2 separate regions of the Gossypium arboreum genome follow, and region 1 is linked to region 2. A link is a contact called in public Hi-C data. All regions are on one chromosome and are shown on one strand. The core of a region is the stretch at or near the end of the contact, and the rest is flanking DNA. Distances in the headings are between cores, read along the strand shown. Region 1 holds the start of LOC108469422. Region 2 has its middle 13 kb from the start of LOC108469993.

Region 1 (2,700 bases), core at 28-2,527, 57 kb after region 2:
CCTCATTTTAATTTTTTGTGTGCAGAACATACATACATACATACATAAATACATACATACATCTACAATCAAGTAATACTTGAAAATCTAAATGAAATGACTCACCAATTTGTATCAAATTAAAACGATCTTGAAACGTCAATATAACATTCATGCGATTATTATCATATGCATGTGATTACATTACAAATCTAAATCCATTCATCAACATGAAAGTGTTATAATATTAAAACGCACACTAATAAGAGTGAAAGACACAAGTCACTAATACTATTAACTCTTTTTCCAAGATATTGCAACTACCAAAAGGATCACATAGTATATAATACTATATACACATATCTTTAAATAAAATATGACTCAACGGTCCCCAAAATATTAGATTAAAGTTTTGTATATAACACTATATTAATTATATTTATATAACGTATTTTAATAAAATAAATTTAAAGTTAAAACTAAATTTCTATCAAATTATTAAACAATAAAATGATGTGAATACAATATTAATGCATGTGTTCATATCTATATAAATGAATTATTAATGTATAGAATATATAAAATTTGTAATACTCTAAACGAATAAAAATAATATTATGAATTGACATTATGAATAAAATTGTAATGATTTTCAACACATCACTTTAAATAAATTTTATTCACAATAAATCATAATAATAAATTATGCAAAATATAAATACAACTATCAACATGTAAAAGTTTTCTAAAAGGAAACTAAAACATAGAAGGAAAATATTTGTTACATCAATAAAATTTTTAAATTTTATAAGTAAAAAATTATAAAATATAGTGTAACCTTTAATTTTATGTTATTAGTTAAAAGAGGAAGTAATCCTACATTGTCTAGGAACAAACTGCAAACCTATTCATGATTTTATATATACACATATCTTATATCCTATATTACTTAAAGAAAAAAAGGAAGTGAGACTTTAGGTCTATATAAAAATCTATTTTATAAATTTTTTTTCCTCATTAATATGTGGCACAAAAAAGAAAAATTGGTGTTGTCCCTTTTAGAGTTGTAAAAAATAATTACGTGACCTCCAGTATGGAAATGCTTTCTATTAGTTTTAATGAAATTATAATAAATTTTTAGCCCATTTAAACGTTGAAGTGTGTCAGAGTTAAAGGCTGCCTTAAGCCCGGTCAAGTCTAGACAGACCGTCTGCATCTTTAAGGTCCTTCATTTTATTTAAAGTGAGCCGAGAAGTGTACAAATTGGATTGGGTTTTTAAGACCCATCTTTAAGATCAACAGTGAAACGACGTCGCCTGTTGGGCTCAAAGTGTAAAATGCCCATCTTCTTTCTCTCACTGCAGGCTATCTATCCGACGGAATTGAAAGTTTCCGGAGGGAGAACCATCAGAAGAACGCAACTGGTTTCTCTTTTCTGTTTTCCCCCTCTCTCGTTCTCGCCAACTAATTTCGGAAATTTCCTTTTCTTTTGAAAACGATTGCTTCCTTTTTTTTCCCCCTAAAATTTGATCTAAGCGATGAACTTTTTTACTCGGGAAATTCCCCCATTTTATCATAAATGGTTAGCCAAATTGCTCTTCATCTTTAAAATATCTTGATTGCTTTCTTCGAGGATTGATCTATTTCTTCTTTTTCTTTCTGTTTTTGTAGATATGAGTTTCATCAAAGACATAATCGACTCTCTAAGCTCAATCATCTCAACCGATAGCACGCCATATGAATCAACGCAAAACCCTAGTTCTTCCACGTGTCAGAACATGGAGGGAATAGCTGGAAACGAACGCACCGCGTATAAGCTCAAAGGATACTTCGATTTGGCCAAAGGAGAGATCGACAAAGCAGTTCGAGCGGAAGAATGGGGTTTAGTAGACGACGCCCTGATTCACTATAAAAATGCACAGCGAATTCTGATCGAGGCTAGCTCCACTCCCACACCTTCATATATCGGCTCTAGGTATTTCAACAATTATCTTTGCATTTTGCTTTTGCTAATTGCCTGATCATTTGGTGTTGATGGATTATAAATTTGACTCCTCATATTTTGTGATAGTGAACAAGAAAAGGTGAAATCGTATAGGCAAAAGATATCGAAATGGCAAGGTCAAGTATCTGAGAGACTACAGGTTTTAAGTCGCCGATCAGGTTATTAGTAGTGTTCTGAATATTTATCATGTTAAGTGATTTTACAATAATTGAAATGCATACTCATTTCGTTTATTATTATTTTTCTATCTTCTTTAGGTAGCACATCCGCGAACAAGGTATGGCTTTCTCAGTCTTATGTTAGTTAAATGTAAACTTAACCATGTTTATTAGATGGCAACTGCGTTATGCGGTTGTTAGTTACTGAGATTGATTATTGTCTTACAGTGTTCCCATTCTTTTATTATATAATGTTATACATATTTGCAGAACACCTTAACTCATGCACAAACTGCTGCAGTTTCACCAAGAGCATCAAATTCTAGGAGAGATGTGTTACAAAAGTCTCCTCGTAACCCGGTGGTGAGAAATCAGGTTGATAAAGTTGGGAGTTCGAAATTTTCTCAAGAATCTGCTAATGGTTATGAGTCGAAGTTGGTTGAAATGATCAATACAGCAATAGTTGATAGAAGCCCTGCTGTTAAATGGGATGATGTTGGTAAGATACTGCATATGTTTTTCCCTTGTTGGTTTTGCTTTCTAATGCTTACCTTTTTC
Region 2 (2,700 bases), core at 149-2,648:
CTTTCGACATAAAATATTTTCTCTCACCCAAATTTGTGTATTTATCTGTACTATTCAATAAAATCCCTTGATTGAGTTGGGTCACGGGTTAACTGAGTGCCAACTCGGTTAGAAAAGGACTAATATACCCTTTTATTAAAAGACTACTATTATTATTTTGATGACCCTTTTGTCTTTTTCATATTATATAGTTTCTAAACAAAAAATTAAAAATCAACATATTTAGGATTGAACTCATATTTAATGGAATTATAAACAAATTCTTTACCACTACACTAATAACAATAGCATTCCACATACTTATAACATTATTTGAGATTTAGATAATATTCAAATTTTTAAAATTTGAAATTAAAACCTATAATATATTAATAACATCAATAATTGAGATTCAGATGGTAGCTTTAATAAAATTTATAAATGTAATTCTATTTATTAAAAGAATAATATTTGGTACACCGTAAGTGAAGTTTTAAACTCCACGGTAATGTTAGGGGTTGAAAAGTGTTATATAGAGATATAATAAAATATTAAAATAAATATTAAAAGAAAACACGTAAATTTTTAAAATTTGTTTGTGGAATAAAAAAATACACTAACAATTTACCAAATATTAATCCTTTATTAAATGCTATCTTTTATGTAATAAAATATGATTAATAAAATTTTATATAACTAAAATTATTATTTTTATCATACATAATAATATAACTAGTTTTATTAAAATTTAAGATAAAAAGATGTACTTATAGACAATTAGTAAAAGTTACACTTATTACTTTATGGTTGTTAGTGTTATAAAAGGTAAAAGTAAATTTGATTGTTATTAGAGGGACAACTCTTTCAAAATTAGATTTAAGAGTAAGAAGTATGTATTAATTGATATGAATAAAGAGGTATACTTATGAAGATCAGTCCCTTCCTGCCATGAGCAAATATGTCCTTCTAAATAATTAAAAATAAAAACATATTTCATGCCAAAAAAGAGAACCAATAGGCTGAAAATGGAATATAGAAAAACCTAAGACAACATTCGATAGAGTGGGAGAAAAAAAGTTGAAAGAAGCCAGCCATACGTTGACATTACCATTAATTTTCACAAGTGATTGAATAGAAAGAGTTGTCATGCAAGGAAGTGAAGAGATGACAACAATTATTCCAATACAATCGCTATCAATCACTACAGTCGGTTGTTTAGGTTCCCAAAAAAATAATAATTTCAATTAAACTAATTCAACAACCAAAGCTTTCAATTGGCCTTCCATGGAGGACAAAGAAAAAGGGTGCAACAACCTGAAGCCACTTTTGCTATAAAAGCAGCTTCTTTAGAGTGTGAACATGCCGCACAATTCTAGATTCGAAGCGATAGGTGCCCCTCACATGTAAGTGAAAGCACCTTTCCCGTTGAGGTGGTCCACTCTCTTGATGGATTAGGTTTACTAAAATACTTGTTAATTAGGACAAGATAATGGGGTTTTCATTTGTTTAATAAAAGGGTTCTTTTTATTATTATTAAAATGATGTTTTAAATGTTAAAAATTATTAGGTTTGCGTTTAGAACAAAGTTCTAACAGTTTTTTTTATTATCAAAGTTTCAATTCATTGATTAGTTTTTTGGGATTAATTCTAACTATTATCAGTTAACTACTGTATGACACCTTATCAAAATAAAATTGCTTTCTAGCCCTATCTAAGAAAATACACGAAACCAGAGAAATAGGATTTTCTTTTGGGACGTCAACACTACCATCCCCGCCCCGCGACCTACTGTGGATACAAAATCCAAAACCATCCCCATCCCACCGCCTACAATAGTCTCCAAACTCACTTAATCCTCATTATACTCATCCCACGACTCACTTTATATAATATATTTATAAGTATTAGTAAAATAAATATAAACTAAATTTTTTTATGAAAAAATAATATGAAATACTTGTCTTTCGAACTCACACTACATATGTGATATTATTTCAACTATCATCATATTAAAAAAATAAGTCGTCGTAACCCTTTAATTGGTAAATAAAATATAACTTCAATACGAGCTAAAAAAATTCAAAAAATAAAGTCCTTACATAATATCCAAATACAAACAATGTCTCAAATACATTATAAATGTCTTCAAATGCAACACAAGTAAAAAAATTCCAAAAATCAATCAATACATGTCACTCCTGTTGCTTCTTTATCACATTCATCTTCTAATTCTTCTATCAATTGTGAGCATTGTATCTCTTTAACTTCACCTAAACCTGCACTTGCATATGAGAAACTGTGTTGAGTACTTTCCTTCTTTTTTCTTTTTTTTTCTAAATTGAGTGAGAAATTGTGGAGTGTTCTCCTTTTTTTCTAAAAAAAAAAGTGAATGTGAGCTGAGTACTGTTATCAAAATTAAAATTTTATAAATGTTTATTTTTTAAATATGATTATCATATTATGCAGGGCAGGTGGGGATGAAGAGGGTACAAGGTCATACCCACGCTTGCCCCACCACCCATAGCGGGTATAATTTTTATCCCCACCTTGCCCCACCACTCGCGAAACTTGTACCTATCCCCGCCCAATTAGGTGCGAAGTGGGGTGGGACCACATGAAACCCGCCCCACTGACATCCTTAATTTTTTTTTCACACCCTTCCATTAAAGCATTTCTTTCCTTTGTATAGAGAAGTTAAGATAACAATGAAAACGATAAGAT

What was found. A called contact is a pair of places that touch in the nucleus more often than the background predicts.
Region 1: a contact with region 2 is called in a Hi-C map of leaf, with 3 times the contacts expected there. The contact joins the promoter of LOC108469422 here to the enhancer-like site in region 2. A contact is called at or near these places in 2 of 5 Hi-C or Micro-C datasets (both in leaf).

What each region holds. Positions count from the first base shown.
Region 1 is chr7:69,820,542-69,823,241 of ASM2569848v2, forward strand. LOC108469422 reads left to right here and starts at 1,278. Exons shown (of 14, transcript XM_017770335.2): 1 at 1,278-1,561; 2 at 1,651-1,954; 3 at 2,051-2,142; 4 at 2,242-2,261; 5 at 2,413-2,641. The coding sequence starts at 1,653.
Region 2 is chr7:69,763,308-69,766,007 of ASM2569848v2, forward strand. No RefSeq gene overlaps it. Among protein-coding and RNA genes, the nearest start is that of LOC108469993, 13 kb to the left of the region's middle. Within about 2 kb of position 1,399, at least 1 of the 2 cell types and tissues checked has an H3K27ac peak or open chromatin away from gene starts, as enhancers often do. A contact at or near this core is called in leaf, where this site is marked.